2 separate regions of the Mus musculus genome follow, and region 2 is linked to region 1. A link is a contact called in public promoter capture Hi-C data. All regions are on one chromosome and are shown on one strand. Each heading gives the region's core, a stretch centred on a gene start, on an enhancer-like site or on the middle of the called end of the contact. The rest is flanking DNA. Distances are from core to core; before and after follow the strand shown. Region 1 overlaps Nfatc2 (nuclear factor of activated T cells, cytoplasmic, calcineurin dependent 2). Region 2 overlaps Atp9a (ATPase, class II, type 9A).

Region 1 (3,543 bases), core at 979-3,478:
TTCGCAGGGTAGCCCAGGATTCAGTGCACCTGTGTAGACACAGCTTGTGGAACAAATGCCAGCATACAGTAGGTGCTCAATGCATGTCCCCCTTCATCCTCTGCATCACTACTCTTACTCCTTCGGGGCCACGAATGAGTTTAGAATGAGAGTTGCCTCCGAAGTGTGAACTTGAGATGCTCTTGATCCTGTGAGGATACCCCACTGCCGGAGCCTCTCTCCTGGCTGTGCAGAGGCATGGGCACCAGGCCTAATGCCACCACCAACCAGAAGGCTGTCCAGACTGCGCCTCCAGGGGACAGAGTGATGGAAACAGGACAGTTCTGCTTATGCGGGATCCTGTCACCCATGCTGACCTCAGCCCCAGGCCCCCACGCAGGAATCTCCCCACTGCCCTGCACAGCAGGAGGTTAGCATAGAGTGGACCCAAGACACACTGCCTCCAGCTGCTGACACTGTTGAGCCTGAGATTCATAAGGCTAGGAAGCACCAGTCACACACTGGGCTGCGAGTATATGGGACAACACAGTCACTGCCTTGTGGACTGTGGGGACAGCTAGCAGGAGCAGCTCCTGGAGAGAGTTCTAAGGACTCAGTTACCCTCCTCCCAGGATATCATCAATTTAAACCATCAGCGTCCCTCAGTGTACCCATGAGTCTCGCTGTAGGCTCTGACATTTTGACATAGAAGAAGCCCAAAACCACTGCTGCCTTCACTCCAAGAATGAGCCCCATGCTACACACATCCTTTCTACCACAGTCCAGAGAGGCCGAGGCACCCAGCACAGAGGAGCAACAAGCAGTCGGCTGTTCAAGACAAGTCCAGATGTGGTTGCTGCCACAGCTCCTTCTGCATACTCAGCCTGGCCATTTTTCTCTTTCCTGGCAGTGGAAATCAACCCCTAGAAGCCACCCCCTCTATTGTTAGCTCGTTCACTCTACTACCCATGTGGCCTCCCTCACCCATTTCTGCTTCAAGTAACCCACAAGTTCCCTATGTGTAGCTGACCCTTGGTAAAGCCTCATCTGACTAAATAAAAAGGTTGCTGGCCAACCTGGCCAGAGATGGGAAGACCGTGGAGTGGAGCAAGGGTAGCAGCATTGTCCTCGGCAGCTTGGCTGGAGTCGGAGGCAGGATAAAGGGTTTCCCACTAAGAACCATCACTCCAGCCCGGCTCTGACGGGGGATGCGAGCTTCCCAAGCCAGGATCCACGGCCAGGTCCCAAACAAATCATAGCAACTTTCTCCCTGGCTGCTGTACTTCCCAAGTCATGGCTTTCTACAAATCACATCCACACCCAGGGTCCAAGGTTGTGCACGCAGGCCCAGCCTTTCCTCACCAAGAAAACCAGACAGAAAATCTACCAGAAGTAGATCCAAACAGAAAAGGCATCAGAGGACAAGTCCACAGCCAATGTGGCGCACACATACGGGAGGAATGCTTTGGGGTCACTCAGACTTCCTTTGCCTTGGGTTTTTTTGAAATACACTATTACTACGTAGCCCAGACAGGCCTCAAACTGACAGCAATCCTCCTGCCTGAGCCTCCCACGTACTAGATCAGAGTTGAGCACACCATCCCAACATAATATGAGGCTGTAATTCTTAATTCTTTCTTCCCTGCGATTCCTACTGAAAGTCCCTGACCTAGCCCTTGGTCCTTCTTGGTTCCCGCTCATCAGCACCCCAGCATGTTCCCTAGGGACAGTCGCTTCGTCCAGCTTCAACTCATTCTGCCCTCTGCTCACAAAGGAAAAGAGGGGAGTGGGGAGGAGGGGGTACCTCAGAGCAGGAAGGGGAGATGAGATGGGGCAGCCTGCTCACTAGGCACAATGAACAAGCCTGCTCCCTTGTTCAGAGCCAGGCCTGGGACCCCAACCCGAGCCCAGTCCTAAAAGCGTTAGTTCAAAGTTAAAGTTAGCCACACGCAACATCGAAGCCCCAAGGGGAACTCGGAGCTCAAAGACAATGCTCCCTTTGACTGCGAACCGCAGGGGAACACCCACAGCATACTTCTCGATTAAAAAAGGAAAGTGAAAAAGAAGCTTTTTCTTCCGTCTTCTTCGTCTTATAAAACTAACTTGTGCTTAGCCCATGAAGTTTAGCTCCTGTTAGCCTCAGGCTGGCCCAAGGCACACTGGCCACAGAGACAAGGGCCCTGCGAAGCCTGGCTGTGGCCCGGTGAACTGACATGCCCCCCACGAATCACTGCAGCTTCCTTCCTCCGCTTCCTTCAGCACAGGAAAGCCACCGAGGGCCAGCCTGCCTCACACGCCTAGCGCCCAACACCCAGGGTATGGTGCATCTGAGAGGCTGAGGCAAACAGGGCTTCCCGGGGCTGCCTAAGAGACAAGCAGGACCCTTGGATTGTGCTTCACATAGCCGATTAAATGCCTATGGTGTGACAAGTTGTCGGATGAAGGGTGTATGGGGACAGACTGTAAAGTGACACATAGCAAAGACGCAGAGGGTGATGGGGGGTGGGGGGAAGCGGCTGGCAGGAGGCAGATAAAACAGCCACTGGATGGCACAGACAAGGAGCAGGACACACGTCTCTGTCTCCTCATCCAATGCCTGCTGGTTGGGTAGTAACTGAAGTTGCACAGTAGCTGAGCAAAGGCTGAGGGACTGGGTCCCTCCCTCATCTGCACACACCATCTTGCACCTCTCAAGTAATTACATTGCATGGTTACTATAGCCTGTCTCCACCTTTGCGCCAACGTTAGAGTCCAGGAGGCACGTGTCAGAGCACTGTTTGTTTTAACAGTTCACTGAGGGCTGATGGGAACTTGGCTTTTCTAGTGTCTTATAAAAAAAAAAAAAAAAACCTCGGAAGTGTCACAGCAAAACTCACATGGAAACCAAAACTCCTAAGTTCGCCCATGCAAGCAGTGTCCTCAGAGCCTTCAAGATGACCATACTAATTATCCCGTCCCCACACTCCGATTCTACCTAATGTCATCTCTAACACCTCGGCAGGAAGTCGCCAGGCTGCATCTTTACAACCCCTTGTGGCCCCTCCCACTCTCTCTTTCTCTCTTTCTCTTTCTCTCTTTCTCTCTCTCTCTCTCCCTCCCTCCCTCCCTCCCTTCCTCCCTCCTGACAGGCTGCACATCTCCTTCCATCAGAGGTGACGGTCTCTCTCGTCAATCCATCATTCCCATGTCCTGCTCCACAGAGGACAAGATCAGACATCCTTCAGCCTCTGAAGGCCACGCTGTCTCTGTCAATAATACTCACCCATGCCTTAACAATAGCAAAGCCACAATGGATGTCATTTAAATGAGGGGACGTCACTGTGTGCTAATATAACTTTATCTAGAAAGGCAAATGAGGGACCACACTTGGCTACATGATTTGAAGACCTCTCCCCGAGAAGAGAAGGACACATCTCAGGAGCTAACATGCGCATGGTCACTCGGTGCCATAGGCTCTCTCTGTCTCTCAAGAAGCCCACACTTCTACCACATTCTCAGGGCATGCCTGAGCCACACCCATTGTGTACTTAACGAGTATCTAGCACAGGGCTGGGGACATGTGTC
Region 2 (3,585 bases), core at 586-3,085, 170 kb after region 1:
GTTGGGCTTTTTTGAGACTTCCTTTATCAATGCAATAAATATTAATCTCTTTATCTTAGCCTCAGGCAGACTTTTCAGACAAGGACAAAAAGCATGCACACTCTTCACCAAAATACCACAAAAACAGTCGCTCGGCCACACACTGAAACGCCACAGGCCTGGTCTGCACAGTTCAAATCACTTGCAGTAACAGCCGTCCATATACTACAGCCCATTAAGCCCCACTTAAAGCATTCCACAGCTTTCCAATCCGAAGTCCCAAAATCCACATTCTTCCAAACAAAAGCATGGTCAGGCCTATCACAGTCATACCCCAGTCCCTGGCACCAACTTCTGTCTTGGTTAAGGTTTCCATTGCTATGAACAGACATTATGACCAAGGCAACGACAACATTTAACTGGGGCTGGCTTACAGGTTCAGAGGTTCAGTCCATTATCCTCAAGGCAGGAACATGGCAGCATCCAGGCAGGCATGGTGCAAGAGGAGCTGAGAGTTCTACATCTCCATCTGGAGGCCACTAGGAGAAGAGTGGCTTCCAGGCAGCTAGGATGAGGGTCTTAAAGCCCAGGCCCACAGTGACACACCTACTCCAACAAGGCCACACCTCCAAACAGTGCCACTCCCTGGGCCAAGCATATTCAAACCACCATGTCACGTCTCAAACAAAATACAGAAAAGCCGGGTCTGATGACACAAGACTTAATTCTAACACCCAGGGGGCAGATGCAGGGGGATCTCTGTGAGTTCCACACCAGCTAGAGCTACATATTGAGACCAAGTCTCAAAAAACCCCAAACTGGGTCTGGAGAGATGGCTCAGCAACTCAAGAGTCCTCCTGCTGTTGTAGGAACCAGAGCTCAATGGTTAGTGCCTCTCTCAGGATGCTCCGTGGTTCCAGCTCCCAGGACTCCCCAATACCACAGACCCCCGATACCAGGTACACTGTTGTGGGAAGCCGCCCCCACATTCGCCGTCACAAGATGGCGCTGACAGCTGTGTTCTAAGTGGTAAACAAATAATCTGCGCATGTGCCAAGGGTATTTCTCCACCCCATGTACTCTGCCTTCCCCGTGGCAACAACTCGGCCCTGGGCTGCAGCCAATCAGGGAGTGATACGTCCTAGGCGAAGGATAACTCTCCTAAATAGGGACGGGGTTTCGCTTTCGTTTTGGGGCTTTTCGCTTTTGGGGCTTGGGGCTTTGGGGCTTGCTCTCTTGCTCCTAAAGATGTAAACAATAGAGCGCGCTCTGGCGCTCTGGCGCTCTTGCTCCTAAAGATGTAAGCAATGGGGGGCTTGCACTCTTACTCCTGAAGATGTAAGCAATAAAGTTTTGCCGCAGAAGATTCTGGTTTGTTGTGTTCTTCCTGGCCGGTCGTGAGAACGCGTGTAAGACACTGTGTTTCTCATACGTACATGAAGGCAAAACACTCAGAAGAGAAATAACCAAGATCTCCTTTTTGGGGAGGAGGGTCAAGACAGGGTTTCTTTTGTTCTAGAAGTCGCTCTGTAGACCAGGCTAGCCTTGAACTCACAGATCCCACCTGCCTCTGCTTCCTGAGTGCTGAGATCAAAGGCATATGCCACAGCTGCCCAGCCCCCCTTTTTTTTTTAAATAAAAATCCCAAACAACAAAGCACTGGTTGGTATTAACCTTGGCATTTTTCAAAAAGGAACTCAGTTGCTCCAGTTCATGGGTAAAAGCAGCTGAGCCCAAACTTGAACCACACAGTCTGTTTGCATCTGAGTCTCTGAAGCCAGCCAGGCCTTGGGGAACCTCCACCTCACTGTGAACTTTCCTCTCCCTTCCCCTGTTCCCATGGAGACCAGCAGCAAGCCACTGCTACAGACAGCTCAGCTGTGATGTGGGCGGGGCCTTGTCACGGAGAAGCCTCAGCAAGGCCATAGGAAAGGCTGCCGGGACCCTGTATAGTCCAGTCCTGCAGTGAGTGACCATTACTCCAGCACTTGGGAGGATGAAGGAGAGTCAGGAGTTCAAGGTCAGCCTTGGCGGCACATTCCATTCCGACACAGAAATGTCGACACAGTCAGGCCGGGAGTGTGAGGCCAGCTTAGTGACCAGGCATTGTCAGCAGGCAGACACGGAACCCTGGCCCCCCCTATGCTACCAACCCCCCCCCTTTTAACAGAAGCCAGACATGACTGCATCCAGCCCTCTCACCCACAGCAGCTTGAGATGACAAACTGTGACCACACCTGTCATCCCAGCCCTGATGGAGACTGTGGGACCAGCCTGGGCTACATAGTAAGACCCTACCTCAGAAAGACCAGAATAACGTACTTAGTCTTGCTTTTGTAGAACCTTCCAGAAACCCACATAATAAAATGTGATCAGACCCTTTGAGCATCTACTCACTTGAGAATGCGGCCAATAAAAATTCCTCCAAAGACAAGGTTCCCCGTGATGACTTAGCAAGTCAAGGAGTTTGCCACCAAGCCTCGTGGCTTGCCCAGTCCCCAGGCCCATGTGGATGGAAGGAGAGAACAGTTCTACAACTATCTGGCCTCCGCATGAGGACCATGGTATACACCCACCCCCAACCCAACAAGACAATAATAAAATTTTTGTTTATTTATTTAGACAAGATCTCACTATGTAGCCCAGGCCGGCCTCCTAAGCACCAGGTCTGACGGTGTGTGCCACACCTAGCAAAATATATATACATATTTAATTTTTAAAACTATATAAAGTTTATCAAGACTATCTTCAATACAAAAATTATACTTTACAATAGTAAAAACAAGCTGGAAAATCCTGACTGACTAGCCTCAGAGGGAAACCAACTGCAATGTTAGTGGAGGCTGAGGCACTCGAATCCTCAGCTCACAGCCGCCACAGTCCAGCTCCAGGGATGGAGCCAACGCCCCCTTCACCCTCCGTTGTCACACATACGCACGTACACATGGATTCTTAGAGGTTGAGCTTTAACTCTAGTGAGCAGTGGCACCTGTGTCGCATATGCAAAGGCCCTGCATCCCAACCCAGCACCAAGACTTGGGACAATAATCACTAGGTGCTGCACCAGGAACTATCACTCTAATTCCCAGATGGAAGGGCTGTGATTTAAAAACCCCACTGGGCAGCTCATCGGATGACCTACAGCTGTTATCTAAGTCCTCTGAGGTAAGGACAGGGTGAGGCCAGCCTGGGCTACATGAGGCCCTGCCTCAAAGCAATCATCCCACTGGGGCCCCAGAGCCGGGGTTTCTCGCTGTAGTTCTGGGCTGTACAAGGTCTTCCTGGTCCCATAGGCCCTCTCATTCTCATACCCACTGACTCAGGAGGGACACTCGTGACTATGACCCCAAGGCTCAGCCCGTGGGTTAGCGACTGCTGGAAAGTCTCAGTGATACCACAGCTGTGATGCACAGGCTGGGACAGGAATGAGCGACCTTCAAGCACCAGGCCAGCATGGGTTCAGTCTGCAAGCTGAGACCCAGGGTCTGAGAAGGGTCTGGAGACCTCACTAAGGCCTAGAAACAGGGGCTATGGAAGGAGGGAGAGAAAGAAAGAGTGGGAGGAAAGGAAGGGGGAGGAGAAAGCAAACAGAAAGGATGGGGGGCC

The links. Capture Hi-C pulls out chosen DNA fragments and counts their contacts.
Region 2: a promoter capture Hi-C map of liver shows a contact between it and region 1. The contact joins two enhancer-like sites. A contact is called at or near these places in 2 of 9 other capture datasets (embryonic stem cells and liver).

The regions. Positions count from the first base shown.
Region 1 is chr2:168,554,238-168,557,780 of GRCm38.p6, forward strand. The region is part of intron 3 of Nfatc2 (nuclear factor of activated T cells, cytoplasmic, calcineurin dependent 2); the gene reads right to left. Among named protein-coding and RNA genes, the nearest start is that of Nfatc2, 34 kb to the right of the region's middle. Within about 2 kb of position 2,229, at least 72 of the 459 cell types and tissues checked have an H3K27ac peak or open chromatin away from gene starts, as enhancers often do. A contact at or near this core is called in liver, where this site is marked.
Region 2 is chr2:168,724,361-168,727,945 of GRCm38.p6, forward strand. All of the region lies in intron 1 of Atp9a (ATPase, class II, type 9A), which reads right to left. Among named protein-coding and RNA genes, the nearest start is that of Atp9a, 16 kb to the right of the region's middle. Within about 2 kb of position 1,836, at least 71 of the 459 cell types and tissues checked have an H3K27ac peak or open chromatin away from gene starts, as enhancers often do. A contact at or near this core is called in liver, where this site is marked.